2 separate regions of the Bombyx mori genome follow, and region 2 is linked to region 1. A link is a contact called in public Hi-C data. All regions are on one chromosome and are shown on one strand. The core of a region is the stretch at or near the end of the contact, and the rest is flanking DNA. Distances in the headings are between cores, read along the strand shown. Region 1 holds the start of LOC692640 (PIN2/TRF1-interacting protein). Region 2 holds the start of STIP (septin and tuftelin interacting protein).

What was found. Hi-C and Micro-C count contacts between places; a contact is called where the count stands out from the background.
Region 2: a contact with region 1 is called in a Hi-C map of posterior silk gland, with 2.8 times the contacts expected there. The contact joins the promoter of STIP here to the promoter of LOC692640 in region 1. A contact is called at or near these places in 3 of 7 Hi-C or Micro-C datasets (middle silk gland, posterior silk gland and whole pupa).

The regions. Positions count from the first base shown.
Region 1 is chr7:9,495,426-9,502,001 of ASM3026992v2, forward strand. It overlaps LOC692640 (PIN2/TRF1-interacting protein), which reads left to right and starts at 3,443. Exons shown (of 3, transcript NM_001043620.1): 1 at 3,443-3,791; 2 at 4,746-4,805; 3 at 4,808-5,226. The coding sequence starts at 3,512. The coding sequence ends at 4,830. All of the region lies in intron 3 of LOC101738587 (tight junction protein ZO-2), which reads left to right.
Region 2 is chr7:9,623,088-9,629,663 of ASM3026992v2, forward strand. STIP (septin and tuftelin interacting protein) reads left to right here and starts at 4,166. Exons shown (of 12, transcript NM_001098370.1): 1 at 4,166-4,323; 2 at 5,183-5,326; 3 at 5,859-6,076; 4 at 6,498-6,576. The coding sequence starts at 4,218. It overlaps LOC101744116 (FHIP family protein GF15501), which reads left to right. Exons shown (of 16, transcript XM_038012092.2): 16 at 1-3,081.

The DNA of each region.
Region 1 (6,576 bases), core at 2,193-4,692:
TCATATTCACGATAAAAGTTTTTCACATTATACAAGGTTGCCTAATATTGAAATACTTATTTAAAGCTGGTATTCTCTCGGTATGTAGTAGAAATATCCTGAACTACTTTTCTACCCAATTAAAATGTTGCAAGTCGACGCGGGCCCATTCTACCATCCTGAGTATTTCCGTCGCTTAGCGAATATGCGTTGGGCTTGAGCTAAGTCGAGCGTTGACCAGTGTACTTGACTATAATCTCATATCCTCAAAGTGAGGAATGATATTTATGATCTCCAGTAAATTCTTCACGTAGACTGCGAGGTTTTTTTTTCTTTTTTTTCTTTTATTGCTTAGATGGGTGGACGAGCTCACAGCCCACTTGGTGTTAAATGGTTACTGGAGCCCATAGACATTTAGAACGTAAATGCGCCACCCACCTAGAGATATAAGTTCTAAAGTCTCAGTATAGTTTCAAAGGCTGCCCCACCCTTCAAGCCGAAACGCATTACTGCTTCACGGCAGAAATAGGCGGACTAGTGGTACCTACCCGTGCGGACTCACAAAAGGTCCTACCACTGGTATGAACCTGTCGTTGGCACATCTGAACTAGTAAAGCTATATAGTAGATAAAAAAATTCTTCCACTGCAGATCATTTGTAACTCCAGGCAGCAATTAACTGGTCTTATCTTTGTGGTAAACTAATAAAAACTGGGACCAATATCAATAAATTGTAAATTGTATCGTAGAACATGCTACACTTAATTAATGAGATCGTAAAATTTGGTATTAACAAATGCCTTTGTAACTTTAATGAGTTAAAATTCATAGACACGAACTTATATATAAAAAAATCTTAAAACCAAAAAGAGACACCTACAAAGATCCCTTTGTCGAAATTGAAATTTCGTTTTCGCGCCTTTCCTTTTTCATGTATGTATTTATTTTAATCATATTATTAAATAACAATTGCCAGTCTACTTATATCGGGCTTAGGAAATGTGTTAAATGTGAAAGAAGGTCCCTTGCTGCTGCAGCTCTGGCTCTTGGTGCTCGTGCTGCTCCCAATTTTTCCCCTACGTTTAGCGCACGTCCGCCACAACGAGACATACGTTCGTCCAATGAACTAAACAACCCCACACAATGCTGTAAGAAAATTAAGAATGTACATATTATTATTATAATTTCTTTTTATCTTTCACAATTCAAAAAAAAGTTATTTTATCATTGAACAAATGATTATATAAAAATATTTATTTTTATTGCCTTTGTAGGCAGACGAGCATACGGCCCACCTGATGGTGAGTGGTTACCCTCGCCAATGGACTTCGGTAATGCTAGGGGCAGAGCCAAGCCGCTGCCTACCTGCCCATATAATAACTTAAAATACTCGAAAACAAGTAATTGAAATAAAAATACACAATTAAGGCAACTCCAGGTATAATAACGAGGTGTGAAAAGCTATTTGCTTTAAACGACATTTTTGCAACTTTACTGGAGAGCCATTTAAAGTTTGATATTTGGAAAAAAATATTCTAACAAAAAACTTCTTCAGCTATGTATTTGAATGGGGTAAACATAATTGAAGCTCAATTAAAAACATCGAATTGTTGATCTCTCTCTCTCTTCGATCGGTTCCTCACTGCTGAGGATCGTGACTCCGTCCGATTTCGTCAACCAACTGTCTCCATCGATCCCGCCCTGCAGCCCGGTGGAGTGCGTCGCTGATAGGTATCCCCAGTTCCTCCGCTATTTGGTCCGACCATCGTTTGGGACCTCTACCCCAAACGTAATGTCGCGTATTAAGCGAAATGTGGCTTAAACTGGTGGTAGGACCTCTTGTGAGTCCGCACGGGTAGGTACCACCACCCTGCCCATTTCAGCCGTGAAGCGGTAATGCGTTTCGGTTTGACGGGTGCGGCAGCCGTTGTCACTATACTGGGACCTTCTATATTTCAAGGTGGGTGGGCGCATTTACGTTATAGATGTCTATGGGCTCCAGTAACCACTTAATACCAGGTGGGCTGAGAGTGCGTCCATCAAAAAAAAAAACTAAATAACCTGTAACTCCTCGATATAGATTATTTTATAAAAACATTTACTCTGTCCAAATAATTCTAGGAAGGAAACAGGAGATTATCTGAGTCTGTATGCGTAGTGTTTAAATATTTACGTAAATCTATGTTGATGTGATGTGATGAGTCATAAAAATCGTAAAATGCTATGCTTAGAAAATTTATTATCACGAATTTTAATCGTGAGATAAAAAGAAATGGTCAAGTTAAAAGGTGATACGCAGCGAGGCTTCAGTCTATCACGATTGTCATGGTTCAAGGGTCATTGTTGGAATTTGTGTTAAATAATTGTGATTATTTCCATCGAAGGCACTCTTAGCATTGATTTCGGAAATGCGAGAAACAAAGCCACGCAACTGCCGAGCGGTCGATGAACTATTTTTTATTTATTGCTTAGATAGATTGACGAGCTCACAGCCCACCTGGTGTTAAGTGGTTACTGGAGCCCATAAACATCTACAACGTGAATGCGCTACCCAGCTTGAGATATAAGTTCTAAGGTCTCAGTATAGTTACAACGGCTGCCCCGCCCTTTAAACCGAAACGCATTACTGCTTCACGGCAGAAATAGGCAGGGTGGTGGTACCTACACGTGCGGACTCACAAGAGTTCCTAACCACCAGTAAGCAAGAGTAGTAACTAGCTACAAGAAATGAAGATCATTTCTTCAAGCTTGAGAAGTGAAAGATCTTTGAAAAAGTTCTAAAGGTGATGGTGACTAAAGGTGTGATTTTTCTCAATATTTTTACGTATATTTTCGCATTATTTTCGTATTTTTCGAGTGGTCACTTATAGTTGGAAGGCATGATATGTATAAGATCTAAAGATACATCAAATTTTAAGATTAATTCTTTTAAAATATTTTTTTTTGTATTTAAAAAAATCCATAAATATAAAAATAAAAGTGGGCGTAAATAGATTTATCTCATTAACAGATGGCCTACAAAATTATTAGATCGCCATCGTCAATAACATGTGTTTCATACAATTCAATTTGTTCGCTTTATTTTTTTGCTAAGGTTTTATTATTACATTTTTACTACGGCAAAGACCAGTTACTGTTGTACACTGGTTATAAAATTACAAAGTATAAATTAATAAATTACAAAGTATTAATTATTCAGTACAAAGTTTTATCAAACAAACCAAACTGGTTAGCTTTTTATGTCGACAAAACTTTAAAAGTTATAAAATATACCGTATTCATTTACGAACTAAGAAAATATCACTATATTGTTCTCTTTGTCTAAAAGTGGCTCCGAAACATGCTAAGCAACTTTATTCGTCATAGTATAGAATCTGGAACAGCAGCGGCAACCGACCAATCATTGCATGTACGAACTTCACTATGCTCGTTCATTTGACGATGGATTTGACGTTTCCAGTTTTTGTCAAATGTCATTGTTGAAAACAACACGTTTTGCTAGTTGCTGTTAACCTCATATTTTCGCAAATAAAATGTCCATGTTAGCTGGACCTCGCCGAAAACAAAAAGTTATTAATTTGCGTGCTAAAAATAACGCGTGGAGCAATGACAGCGGGAAATTTGGGCAGCGTATGTTGGAAAAAATGGGATGGAGTTCTGGGAAGGGGCTCGGTGCCAAAGAAAACGGAATTGTTGAGCACGTAGTGGCGAGATATAAGAACGATGACAGAGGATTGGGGTACGAGGATAAGAATGACCAGTGGACGAAGCATGAAGACGATTTTAACTCATTACTGGCCAATTTATCAAACGGTAAGTTCGTCTTTTTCAATTTAGTTTTTCTTTGTCTGTTGAAAGAATCGCTTTATTATTATTTAATAACTTTTTATTCTACATAACAAACGATACTACAATCTAAAAAAAAGACAAAGGCAACGGGTGGTCTTATCGCCGAAGGCGATTTCTGCCAGACAACCAATTAAAAAAAAAATTAGTGTAATACAATAAAAACTGTTAAGTGCCTGCCGTGTATATGCTATGGAATCTTCACAATGGTATTTGAGGCTACTAATCCGATGATACAAATATGTGATCAATGTGTATTTTCTCTTGAGAAGCAGTAACATGTTCTGATTTCAAGGGTAGGATAGCCATTAACACAATTGATAATATGACTCCATGTTTAAGTAAGTTTCCCTTTCAAATGTATCCTGATCTTCCAACCAGGACCCAAGAATTATTTCAAAAAAATATATTGGACTAACGGTTATAGCTACTTAAGTAGGCTCATACCAACTTCTTGAAAATGTCTAAACTTTGGTATGGTGACCACACAGGCAGACCCTACTCTATGCGTGTAGTATGAATGGGTAGTGTCTGATGAGGCATCTGTGTTGGTCCGGCTTGTTGAGTAAAAATTGATGGAACAAGTGTTCAGAAACAACTTCCACAGTGTGGAAATTTCAGAAGGCAATTACAGATTTCCATTTATAAAGTGGCGAAATACAGGTAGTGCGGTGGAAGTATTATAAGTGCGCTAGTGCAAGTGACACTGTTATGTAAACTCATGTACTAAGTTATTTTGAAAAGCTGGACCTGTAGGACAGCCAGGCAGGATTCAGATTAAAATAGAGATGTGGATGTTGTGTCTAGTTTGTTAGTGACTATTTTCAAAATGCACTAAAATCATTAAAATTACAATTAATCTAATGTAATAATTACATCACACTTAATTTGAAATAATATTTAGTATTCTATTGTTTGTAGATAATGGAACTGAAGCAAAACTCCACAGTGGAGTGTCCCTGGAACATAAATCAAAGAAAAGCAAAGCACGTGTGCACTATCATAAATTCACACGCGGCAAGGATTTAACTCAATATAGTGAAAAGGATTTAGCTAATATATTTGGTAAAAAAAGCTTAACAAATGATGATAAACCTCAAGAAAAAGTACAGGATAATGTAAAAGAAAGCGATCAAAAATTTACTGAGAAAGGCAGTATGGAGGAGTATTTTAAGAACAAGTTAGCAAAGTTAAAGACTAATTTAAAAAAAACCTATGGTAATGAAGATGATTATAAAGCTGATTATGCTTTTAAAGGATTTTCAAATACTGATGATAACATTAAAGAAGAACAAGAACATGAATTTAAATCCTTTTCTTTCTATGGCGTTCAAAACAATGACAGTATTAAACCCGAAGAAGAACAGGAAGTCAAAAAGAAAGCAAAAAAGAAGAAAAATAAGAAAACTGATGATGATGAAATACTTAATGTTTGTACTGAAGAGATAGCGCAATCCGAAGAACAGTTATTGTTTGTAGAAAATGTACCTAAACAGAAGAAAAATAAAAAACAAAGGGCTGAAGTTGATGTTCAACACTTAGAACACAATGAGCAGGAAATTGTGAGCCGAAAAAAAATTAAAAACAAAAATATTGTAGATGAAGTAGGTACTAATGATGAAGGATTGGAAGATAATGTGATAAATTATGTGCCTAAGAAAAAGAAAAAGAGAAAAAATAAAATTAATGAATAGTACATATTGTAGTATTTTATAATTTCCATTTATTTTTTAGAAAGTGTAACCAGAAAGTAATAACTATTATTAAAGCGCCAAGAGTGCAAATATAAAAAAGCTAGTATTCAACTAAATTGAGTTTACGTGGTTACTAATTATCGAAGAGTTTTAGTCGATTAAAGTTTACTGGCAACGATATTCGGTACCACTCTAATGCAATGGTTTCAATGTCAAACGTCAAAAACAAGATGGCGGAACGTCGTAGCTTGTACGTTGTGGGCGTGATTCACATGGTGGTTCTGAATTCTAAAACAAAATTATGTTTATGTTGTTATTAGTTTGATATTGTTTATTTTTTAGTAACAACCATAATGGTAGTACATAAAGGTAACGATGAACCTATGGAAATACCAATAAATAAAATGTCGCAACGTAAGAGGTTTGTTATTGTAAATAACCACGTGAAAGAATTGCAAGGAGAGCAAGATGACACGAATAAAGCGAATAAAAAGGAAATTATTAAGCAATGCTCATTACAATTGGATAAAATGTCGAAGAATTCTGAACAAAACTATCAAGTTAATAGATTTCAAAGTAACGAAGAAATAAACCAATCTAGTGAACTCAGTGAATCAGACTTAAATGAATTAAAAGATGTGTACAAAAAGTGTAAGACAGTGCTAAAGAAGATAGAAAGAAAATATGGACATTTATTAAACACGGAAACCAGAGGTCGCAAAAGAACTTTAGAAACCGACTCCGAAGACGAGTGTCGATGTACTAAAAATAAGAAAATTGTTTTTAGCGATGATGGCACACAATTACCAATCGACATGCCATTCGAAAAACATATATGTCCAACAAAACTCATACATTACCCGCATAGGGAACAGAGAAACATACAAATCGAATACCAGGAAGAAGAAATTAAGTTATCTGATAATTTAAACGAGTTATCCCATGAATTAAAAGACCCTAACTTGAAAATCACACATCGGAATAAAATTATTGAAAAAATGAAAAAAGTCAAACAGGAACTTTCGAATGATATCAAATTTAATAAACGAGCATTGGTA
Region 2 (6,576 bases), core at 2,916-5,415, 130 kb after region 1:
TTATAAAACTAATTAATTAGTTTGCTACGTTAGAACAATAATTTAGAGAAAAGTTTCAAGAGTGTCCAATTGTGTACAGCTCATAGAAGCCGCAATGGCTTTATTTATTTATTTATTTATTAAGTTGCACCAACAAAGTGATCATCAATACAAAACATTGACAAATTGACAAAAGTTCATGGCAGATGTCACCTCAATTATAGGTGCAATCGACAGTGCATTAACATCAAAAAAAAAAAAAAATATACAGCTAAGATTTGAATAGATTTCATTCATTGCTTATGATTAATTTAATTGGGAGATGATCCGCGACAGATTTTTATAAAACTAATTAATTAGTTTGCTACGTTAGAACAATAATTTAGAGAAACCATTGTCGTGGGATTGTCACGATAAGCATCGACACTCGGATCTTACTACACATCATAGTACTGAATTTTACTTATTAAGCATCACATACTTAATACTAAGTACCTAATAAATTTAGTTTTTAATATTCGTCGCAATTCGTTTTTTTTATGTAATATATTTAATAACGCCAGAATGCCATGTAAGTAACATTGAAACTGTGATTTAGTGATGTTCAAAAAACATTTTTTAATACGTATACAATTTATCGATTAATATTTATATCTATTTTAATACGAATTCGAATATCGATTTGAAATTATTGTTGTATAATATTTCATGTTTCACTATAGTATATGTTTAGTGGTAGATATTATTTACGTCGGTTTTGAATTTGGTTTGTGTTATTTTTGTGACTGGAGTTTTATGCGTATCATAAAATTTACTAACAACGTATTAGAAGAGATTGACGCGAAATGTTTAAATGTATTTAAATTTACAAATTTTATTATGATAACTGGAAATTTTATTGTTAAGTTCTAATAGTGTCTTGCACGACCTACAATAAATATTTTCTTTCAAAGTTTATTGTCGAATTAGAAAAAAAAAACTTTTTTTTTTTAAATTGTTTTTCACTTCGAAAATAAATTCCAGGGATATAAGATTAATATTATGATTTGTATTGTGTTTCGATTGATATTTATAGAATTTATTTTATTTTATTATAGAACATTGTTTAAGTAATTAATTTGTATTGTGTTATATTATGCAATTTTATATTATGTTTATTTTTTGTAGTTTTAGTGAGTGACTTATCGGTGTTTGTTATTTTCGTAAAACGATTAGTTGATTTGCTTTTTTTTGCTTTTATTTTAACGAAGACTTGTATCGATTGTGAATTAATTATATTTTCAATTAAATGATCAGTTACTTAAAATAACGTGTTAAGGTATTTACTTTTTATTTACATATTTATAAAAATGCTTTTTGTGTTTTCATTTACTTTTATGAAATAAATTGTGTTATGTTTTGTGGATGAAAGCGAAATGCTAGGATTCTCAATTAAAATAAATTACCGTATAGAAATAGTATGAAGATTACGTTTATAAACTGTTACAAGCTGTATGTGAGTGCTCTGTTCCCATTGATTCATCAGAAATAATAATATTTTAAAGTAGATAACATCTCATAAAGCGACCGTAATTTATTTAAGCTGAAAATGACGAATAAGTTCATAAATATTTACTTTTATTTTTAATTTCCAGTACTTAAAATAACGATGATTAAACGGGACTGGGAAATTAGAAATTCATGACCTTCTGATCCTCAGACTTCTTATGTCTTTGTCGAACTTGCCTCCTTGCCGCATTTTAAAATCTTATAAACGCAATTATTTATTAGTTATTATTTCATCCTGAAATCGTTAGAATGGAAAGGTGCTTTGCATAATGTTAGTATTTTAATGAATATGTTTATTAAAATAATTTTCTCAAGATTACAGTTACGTGATGTTTCTAAGTACTTTACAAGTGCAATACGTATCTTATAAGATGGTTTGTCAATAAATTTACGATTGAAATTAATGTACAGAACCGTGCAAAAGGAATAGAAACCTTAGAATAGTCCTAGTAAACCTTAAATTAGATCTTCCTATTTCTGTTATCGATCATTTAAATACCAAATGAAATTCACTATTCGAGGAATAGGTAGCTAAATGTTTCGACCTAATGAATAAAAGAAGAATAATGTAATTGTTAGAGAATACACTCGTATGAGCTTAGTACGTGTATGTACCTATTTGTGGGTGCTCGGCGAGTGTCTTATAAAAATAGTGTCGATCAAAAAGATCGATATTAACTATTTTAGTAAGTCTATATTAAGACATCACTAGTTAAATCAATTTGACATGTAACTATTGTGCATTAATGTTAGGTTCCTTGTAGATTTAAAAGTAGTTTTTTGAAAGTAAAAATGTAGCCGTGAACAAACAATCCTGGTCAATGTAAGAAATATCCAAGCGTTCAAGAGCCTGTTCAAATATTAAAATTTAGTTCTATGGGTTTGTCTGTGGACTTTCATTGATACATATATGAATCGTTGAGTTATGGAAATTTTATTTGATTCATTAAGTTCGCATAAGTTTATGAACACAGCAATTTTATATAGCAGATGATTTATATAAAAATGTATATTATATATAATTGATGTTTACCCGACATAACAACAAAATTTTTAAATAAATTTAGTGCTAAGCTGGCGGATTATTCGCCTCCAAAACTTCACATTCAGGGCGTTTTAAGGTGTAGATATCATATAGGCCAGCATTGATGCTGGTGGATATTTTAACAGATTTTACTGCAAATGGTGAAACTCTTATTATGAAGTGCTATCACATGTCCTAATGAAAATGGATACGTCCTTTTCCGTCCTAATATATAATACGTAAGTAAATAACTCCTGTAACTTATTCGTCCTTTAATGTAATTGAAAATTATTAAGACATCATTATACATGTCGATTGGCTAACTAAAAATTGACTTCGATAATTTCTATCATGGTTATGAATTTTAATGTAATTAAAACAACGTGAATTTTAGTTTTGTTAAAATAAGTAAAATTGGCAAAGGCACAAAATTATTCTAAATAAATGGGACTGTGAAGCACAATTGTAATTTGTAACGTTTTATACCTGAATTGGAAATTTAGGAAATAAATTATTGTCAACAGTGGTAACATTGTTTTATTTAAGGCCCTAATCATACAGTGTATTTTGAAGGCGCAGACGATGCGCGCTTTAGAACGCGCGTTTTCGGCGCCGCGCCGTAGATGCTGTTTGTTGCGTTTGCACTAATAGTACAAACGTACGTATGAAGCTCGTTTACGCGCCTTTGACACAATACAAATGCACGTTCAAAAGGGAGTAGGAGGAGCCAATCCAATTCCATTTCCAGATTCGCCTATTTTTTCTTAAAAGTATTACCAAATACAACGTAGGCAATGTCTCAACCGACTCCATTGTTCAACTGGATTCAGGGAATCTCTGATTAACACACGGAAGCTACGAGCGACTATAGCACGTTTATATGGTTGCGCGTATTTGTGCAGTGGAAGCGCGTTTCACAATGGCCCCGTGTGCTTAGGTTACAAGGTTGCGTTCGAATCTCGAAGTGCGTATACGCGAGTCATCTGCGCGTCCTCTGCTCATAAAAAATACGCTGTGTGCTTAAGCTCTAAGAGTTGGAATAATAAAGTACCAGACCGCAATTTACCTGCTTTCGCTTGGATTTGGTCGCCTTGTTAGCATTAGTTGTTGATGTTTGACTACTGATGGGGTGGTTTGAGTTGAACCAACCAGTAATTCTACCCGACTTGTGTATCTTTCAAAATGTAGTGTATCTGTTCTTAGGTTATATATAATCTTACTCTATGGTCTGTTCAAAATATATCATTGATTTGCGGTAGAAATAGCCAAGATGATCGGTTTAAAGGATCCTATGTCATCTGTAATTAAAAATTTTTGAAGATTTTCGGGATTAATTGATCTTTCTTTTTGTTGTGACTCCTCTTAAAAGTCACCTGTGAACTTATAGTTGGTGTTTAAACAAAAAGAAATAAGCTTAAAAAAATTCAGTACGATAAAATCGACTAAGCTATGAAAATTAACCACAGTTCTAATTCAACATCTCTAAAAATGCTAAGCTAATCATTAGTGTCAAGACTGTCAAGTGTCACCATAAAGTTGTTTATAACCAAACAAAATAATTAACAATATTTATAACCAGCAAATCAGTCAGTTACGATTTTTATTTGTAACAGCGTAATTAATGATGAGTTATTTTGGTTAAGCTTAATTTATACGTAACAGTAAAATGTCAGACGATGAGGTTATAAAGTTTGAGATCACAGACTACGATTTGGATAATGAATTCAACCCCGGCCGTGGAAGAAAAGCTAACAAGGAACAACAAATATACGGTAAGTTACGTTTAAATACAAACAATCTAATTAAAACTCCAGAATATTCTAGGTGGTGCCACTACATTCAAAACATTGTTGTGTGATAGCTATGATAATTATAAAAATTCTAAAGTTTATAAAATGAGTTATTATAAGTTTCGTATTTTATAAAGCATCAAATGGTAGAGCTTCAACGTACCAAATTTTTTTCAATTCCGTAAATAATTCCCATTAGATTTGTATGTAATTTCAAGAAACATGCTCTGTCCGCCCATGATAATAAACAAAATATACCATGATCATTATAGTTTATTATAATAAACTAGTAAATTACTGTTTTATCATGAATGTGTGCATGAGTTTGAATAAAAATTTGATATTGTGCATGAAAAAATTTAACTAATTTAAGAAACAAGTAGGCAGCTGTTTTGATCTCTCACTTGAAAGAAGATAGCATTATAAAATATTCTAAGCAGATCACTTATGATATAGTTTCTAGTTTTTGTTTGATAAGCACTTCCATAATTAAGTCTCACATCTAAAACATACTTAAAACAGTAAACATTCTTATTTTAAAACCATCAAAGCGTAGCTAAAATAGCCCCTTAGGATACCAGCGATCAGGGAGGGAAAATGTGTTAGTTGTTTATAAGTATGAAATCTAATAACGTGTTCAATTAACCATTTAAACTCATATGTTCCAATGTCTAAATGTTTCTGGGATTATGACGACTGAGAGTTCATTTACACCACAAATATCTTATTGACTTGATTAAAATTAGAAAAAAAATTAATTAAAAATCTATGAAGCTTTCATGCATTGTTTTAAATGAGAATAGCTAATTGTAACAAAAGCAATAATATAATTAACTTATAGGTGTATGGGCCAAAGACAGTGATGATGATGAAAATGAAGATAATGTTAGACAGAGAATACGTAAACCTAAAGATTTTTCTGCACCAATTGGTTTCGTGGCGGGTGGAGTTCAACAGGCTGGCAAAAAAAAAGACAAGACTAAAGGTAACAAATACATATTCACTTAATTTTTCAATTTGAAAACTTAATAAAGTCATTTAAAGTGATTTAAGTATGGTATTTTATCAGTCTTCATGAACCGTAGACATAAATAAAATCACTTTTATAACCAAGTTATCAGTGACCACACTGTAACTATACAAAAAATATGAGACAACATTTTTATTCCAGTTGTACAATACTGACTACCCTCCACGTTGTTTCCTGAGCGCTATGACATGTCCTTCTTCAAACAAGGCTTCTGGAGAGTACTTAACAGTAGGCAGCGGTTTTGTCCTGCCCTTGGCATTGCTGAAATCTATGGGTGATGGTAACCACTCACCATCAGGTGGGCCGTATGCTCATTAGCCCACAGGGGCAATAAAAAAAATGCCAAAAAGGTACCTTCCGACTTGACTTGGCTGTTCCATTGCTTCATGATTGAAGCATAAACTGAAGGCTCCACCATTCTTTAATGTTATGTGATTTTCAATACTAAAAAAATGCATGTCGTGGAATCAGTTCATGTCAACAAAAGTAATTTTTAATAATTTGACAGAAATAAAACCAGCTGAAGCGTCTACTTCTGCTCCTAAGTACTCAGACAGTTCTGATGAGGAACCAGAGGTTCCAGTAGCGAGTGACACGGCGGGAATCAGGAGACAGGGACAGGGAATGCGTCCACCATCATTAGGTGGAAATGTGGGAAATTGGGAAAAACATACTAAAGGAATCGGAGCAAAATTGTTGTTGCAGGTAATTAATTAGCTATTGCTCTTTGATCCTGAATGAATGAGCTATAAGCCACTGCAACGTTAAAGTTCATTCGTATTGTTTGACAAGTCCGTTGAGTATTCGTTAAAACGCATAAGCGGTATACGATTTTTTGCAGTACAAACGACATTCGAATGGTTCTATATACAACGTATGTGCCGCTATTCATTCGTTAAGACGTATACTGCAAATAAACGTGCAGAACAATGCCGTAAACCCAGCCTAAGGGGCTATTTCAACTACGCCCAGCAGGAAGCGGCCGATAATTTATATAATTAGTTCTTAGCCCTCATTTGCATCTAGCCTTCTCACTCTTACGAATTTTTATAATTCATTAATTTAATAAACGTTCCACATTTTTGGAAATACGTGAGTTTTGATTAATATAATTTCTTTCTTACAGATGGGATACCAACCGGGTAAAGGTTTGGGTAAAGATTTGCAAGGTATCTCAGCGCCGGTCGAGGCTACGCTGCGCAAAG